Linked DNA regions of Zea mays: region 1 is linked to region 2. The links are chromatin contacts, called in public Hi-C maps. All regions are on one chromosome and are shown on one strand. The core of a region is the stretch at or near the end of the contact, and the rest is flanking DNA. Distances in the headings are between cores, read along the strand shown.

Evidence for each region. Hi-C and Micro-C count contacts between places; a contact is called where the count stands out from the background.
Region 1: a Hi-C map of leaf mesophyll shows a contact between it and region 2, with 2.9 times the contacts expected there. The contact joins the promoter of LOC103630934 here to the promoter of LOC100192051 in region 2. A contact is called at or near these places in 8 of 25 Hi-C or Micro-C datasets (bundle sheath, ear, endosperm and 3 more).

What each region holds. Positions count from the first base shown.
Region 1 is chr6:32,556,222-32,559,056 of Zm-B73-REFERENCE-NAM-5.0, forward strand. It overlaps LOC103630934 (G-type lectin S-receptor-like serine/threonine-protein kinase B120), which reads left to right and starts at 1,474. Exons shown (of 7, transcript XM_020539885.1): 1 at 1,474-2,743. The coding sequence starts at 1,474.
Region 2 is chr6:32,353,844-32,356,543 of Zm-B73-REFERENCE-NAM-5.0, forward strand. It overlaps LOC100192051, which reads left to right and starts at 1,408. Exons shown (of 2, transcript NM_001137474.1): 1 at 1,408-1,561. The coding sequence starts at 1,514.

The sequences.
Region 1 (2,835 bases), core at 224-2,723, 200 kb after region 2:
GGAACCTGATCAAAGTTCATTCGCCTCATGACCAGCCTTGTGTAATTAAACTGAACCACAACTCCAACATTTCTTTTTCAGTTCCAACTTCCATGGGAACAAATATGAAAGTGGACGACCTTGTTCAGATCGAAGTAAACTTAAAACCGCCTTGACCACAGGGTCAATTTTTGGGAAAGGAAACAAATGATCAATGCATGTTCAGTTCCAAGGCTGTCTCCAGCATGAGGCATGAGCTGAAGCAAAAGCCCGGCATTCCTTAGTCCAAACCTCCAAGAGCACGCATAGTAAATCCAACTTTGGTTGAACCTGCATCACCAAGGAATATGAACACAACAGCAGAATCAGTTGCAGGAACGAGCACATATTTTCAAGTGAGAAATAGCACAATTTTTTTTGAACATAAACGGGCAAGACCTCCAAGAACAGTGCAGCACAGTATTTTCAGTTTATTATTTTATTTTGTTTACTGCATTTTCTTGAGGAAAATAATTATGCAAATATTTGTACACTGTTTTAGCTCAATAAATACTGAGAAAATTTATGTAGTGCTCACCGAGTTTTTCAAAGTCTAAGTTTATAAATTTTAGCCAAGTTTTGTTGCGTATAATTGTTTTTGCTCTCTATTAATTGGAGAATTACATAGATGTTGACACTAAGTTATTTAAAATTTTATTTTATTTTAATTCTATCCAAAGAGCAAAAGAGCCTCTGGTCTAGTGGTTAAGGGGTTCCAAGTAGCACCTCCAAATTGGGTTCGATCTTCCTCGGGGGTGAGTTTCTAGCTTGATTAAAAAATCTCTTCGTTGTGTTCCGCCCGCTCTCAAGTTATGTCCTGTGCGCCATCCTTCGGCTGGGCGTTGCAGAGTGGACGGTGACGACCCCGCTACTGATGGGAGGTCAGAGTTCGAGGATTTTTTTGACCGAGACCATGTTTCAATCTCTTCTAAGCCATCAGTGGCGCCTTGAGTGCTGACCCCAAGCATTGTACCAGGGGGACGGTACAAAGATGTTTTATAATAAAAGTATCTTTTTAGTACTATGTCTTTTAATTTAAAACAATGCTGAATTTTAGTAGCAAGCAACTTATAATTAATTTAAGAAAAAGAAATTTGAACTGAAATGTCGTTCCACCACAATTAGGGGCTGTTGGGTTTTTAGGTGTAATTTTGAGTCACTCGATTTTATTTCATTTTAGCCTCTAAATTGTCAAATACAAAAATTAAAACTCTATTTTAATTTAGGTTCTAAATTAGAACAAAATGAAGGCACTAAAAATTAGTCACTATAAACCAACACCCTTTAATTAGCTAGCCCCGAAAGTCACCAAACCCATATGCATTCATACTTGTGCACACTGAACCATGGTATAAACATGATGTTCCATTGATCTGAAGCCACACAGTTCGTCTGGTCTGCCGTGCTTTCCTCGGTCAAAGTCCATATGTGTTGCCAGATTTTTTATACTGAATACTTCCTTCCAACATCCCTCCCACCAATCGGTGTCATGAAAGCCACCAATCGAGATCGTTGTGCCAACAATCCAGCGACCAGCTGACACAAGCTAACCCACTCTCGCCCGGCGACGTGCTCATCTCCAAGGACGGAGCCTTTGCTCTCGGCTTCTTCTCCGCAGGTAACTATAACAAGAGTTTATACGTCGGCATATGGTACAACAAGGTGCCAGAGCACACCGTGGTGTGGGTCGCCAACCGTGACAGCCCAGTCATCGCCCCTTCCAGAGCGAAGCTCGCCATCACCGGAAAACCAGAGCTGGTGCTGTCTGACTCCCAAGGACGCATCCGTTGGACGACGACGAACAGCGCCGCAGCTGGGGGCGCTGACGCTTTTGCCGTGCTACTCAACTCGGGTAACTTTGTCCTTCAAACGCCAACCGGCGAGACCATATGGCAAAGCTTTGATTACCCAACTGATACCTTACTCCTAACCATGAGGTTATTGCTCAATCACAAGGGTCAAGTGCCAACTCGCATCATTTCTTGGAAGAGCCCTGATGACCCATCCACTGGGAATTTCTCCTATGGAATTGGTCCCAACTGGAACCTTCAGTTCTTCACTTGGTACGGGACCTTGCCGTACAGCCGCTCAAATGCGCTTAACGATGCATCTATGTCCAGTGGCATGTACCTCAGCAGTGGTGCCTCCATTGTATACCAAGCCATTGTCGACACAGGGAACAGGCTCTACTATATATACACAGTCTCTGAAGGATCACCCTACACACGTATCTGGCTTGACTACACCGGTAAGATGAGGACTCAGAGTTGGAACAGCAACACATCATCTTGGATGCTCGTTTTTGAACGCCCCCATTCTAGCTGCGATCTCTATGCCCAGTGTGGTCCATTCGGTTTCTGCGATAGCACAGGCGATGTCCCAACGTGCCGGTGTCCTGAAGGGTTCGAGCCCATCGATGGTGTCAACTATTCGAGAGGATGCCGGAGAAAGGAGGCACTGAGATGCGGGAAAGAAGACAGCTTCGTCACCTTGCCAGCGATGAAGGTTCCTGATAAGTTCTTGTACTTGCGCAACAGAAGCTTCGACCAGTGCGCAGCCGAGTGCAGCAGAAACTGCTCATGTGTAGCTTACGCTTATGACACCTTGAGCCTAGGTGACAGTAATGGCGACACGTCGAGGTGTTTAGTTTGGACTGGGGACCTCATTGACATGGAGAAGGCCAGCTTCCATGGTAACTTGTACCTCCGGATTGCTGGATCTCCTGGTACGCAACTTTCCAGTCTACCTCATGTTCCTTTCACCCGCAGCGACATTTGCGCATCAGTTGTGTGAACACCAATAAGGTGTAAGATGTTT
Region 2 (2,700 bases), core at 158-2,657:
TGTTGAACTCTGTTAGCTTTGCATTAAGCACCTGTTCAACACTTAGCACACTTGTTAGTCCTTTAATTGGGTTGTCATCCAAACACCAAAACCCATAAGAGAGCTTTCAACATCGTGCCTGATGAGGTGCTTCAGCAGCGGCAGGCAACATCATGGTGTGAGTAACTGTTGGCGTATTTTTTGGCTGAAATTTCCTTGTTGTCTATACATATAGTAAGTCAATTATATTGTCTCTGTATCTTTATTTGCTATTAATAGTTGTACCGCAGAAGTCCCATTATTCCCTACTCCTCTATCTGTTGAGAAATAATTTCTTTGTTTTTTTTATCTCTACTTGATTCACCTAGACCATTTTGCTTTGTGTATATGTAATTGATTCTATCTCTTTTAACATTACGTGGTGCTAGGAAATGAATCAACTTATGTTACATCTATCTGCCAACTTCTAATTGTGTTCTTAGTTATGGACTTATATTACCAAAGATCTGTCTCTGTAGACCTGTTAAGAACAGTGTAGCATATATACTAACTTTTGTTGCCTTATCAGGTTTTAGTCGCCGGCGTTATTCCTTCTCTATATGTTGCATTACAATATCAATTTCCATCTCTTGACCATGCGCAGGAGGAAACATATTTATTTGTTTCATACCAAATATAAGAATTTTCCTAATCTTTACCATCAACATTAACCTTCACACTAGTGTGTGTAAATGGCAATGCAATTGGAGACGGTAGAAATGCTCTGGTATTTAACACGCACAAAAAACGCCAGCCTTTGATTCGGGCTGTTTCCTCATTTCTCTCCTCATTCGATGGCTGCATCCGGAATTCCGGATAGATTTTTGGCATGTAAGAAAGGAAACCAAAAAAAGCGCCATTTCTTTTTTTTGGTCTTCAACGATCACAGACAGCTCTTCTTGTACACAGCTCTTAAATAATATTAGTTGATCACAGACAGCCTTTGATTCGGGCTGTTTCCTCATTTCTCTCCTCATTCGATGGCTGCATCCATCATGTTAGAAAGGAAACCAAAAAGGCGCCATTTCCATTTTTTTTTTTTTGGTCTTCAACGATCACAGACAGCTCTTCTTGTATGGTTACTTGTCAAGTACCGTACCGTTTGTTACGAAGGGACGGCAGCGCCCGCACATGCATTTTGGGATTACAACCTGCTTTTCAACCGAAAGACAAGTAACCGCAGACATGGTTTGGTTTTGGTTGCATTGCATGACGAGATTTGGATCACAGCTGGTTCGTTTTTTTAATTAAAAATTAAATTATAAATTATAAAGACTACCACGTCAATTGACACGCGGAGTCGCGGACACTCTCTGATCCGAACGGCCAAGTAATAAATTATAAAGACTGCCCTCCCTCCTCAAGGCTCCAGCTTTGCGTCTGTGGCCAACCAGGCGCCTCCCTCCCACCACCCGGCTCTCCACGCCGCCGCCGCCGCCGCCACAAGCGACCGCGCATCCGCTCTTCTCCCTCCCTTCGCTCTCGGCGGCCGGCGATGGGGGAGACCGTACGGGCGGGCGACGTTGCAATCACGACTCACGAGGTACGCCCACTGGCCCCGTCCCCCCTTCCTTCCTTCCTTCCTTCTCTGACGAGCGGCCTCCGATCTGACGCGACCGGCGGCGACTTCGTTTCCGGGTGGGTAGACGGTGTTGTACGGGAGACTGCGCGCGGCCGCGACGACGGATCAAAAAAATAAAAACAAAAACAAACGAATCTTCCGTCCCCTCGATCCGACAAAGTGCGTGGGCGCCGCGGCGTGGCGTAGTTGGCGCCCCCGCGCGCGCGCGCGCATAGCCTGCCTTGCCATGCCACAGTCGCTTTCCCCCCCTCCCTTATCAGTTATCACCCAGCCAAAAGCGAGGCCAGGGAGGGGTGGTGGGGACTCGGTCTTGTTCGTTTCCGCCGTCGGGTTTATTCGCCGGGACCGCGGTTCCATTGCTCTCTGCTTCTCTAGACACCGGCGGCCGTCGCCGTCCTCGCCAGCCAGTCCTACTCCTACCACTCGCCCGCTCGTCCGCGAGCGAGCTGATGGGTTGCGTCGGTCGGCTCGGCTGATTGGGTTCCGTCTTCCGTCCTCTCAATCATTCGGTTCCGCGACCTGGGGTCCTAAGACCTAAGCGTCGCGTCCGTCCAAGGCCACGGAGAGTCCTGGTGGCCGTGCGGGCACTGTGCGCCCGTGGAGGTGTCGTGTCTCGGTGCCCACACGACAACGACGCTCCTCTGCACCCCCGTCTCTACAAGTACCACCTGGCTGACTCCAGTTTCCCGACGCCATTCCACGTATCTCTTGTTTAGGCCGGGCTCGAGAGAGTTGGGCTCCGAATCCTGGGTGGGTTTGGAGTTGGAGAATCGCCTTCGTCGCTCGACCCAGAAAGATTCGGTACCGCATCCTCTTTTCCCATACCGACCTTCAGGAATCTACTTTTTCTTCTTCTTTTGTGTGTTTGTGCGCTTTCGGGATAACAGACGATGCCTGAGGAATCTACTTTGTTGTTCTTGTGCCTTCGGGATAACAGATGCCTTCAGCCATCTTGATCCTGCCTGCCTGCGCGTGCCTATCTGGTGATGGTATACGAATCTGTTTATGAGGTTTTACTTGCCTTGGCCTTTGTTCCATTGGTTTGCTTCGATCGGGGAGACTGTAATGTAGCTTTGTCCGAGGGCATAAATAATCTGTGT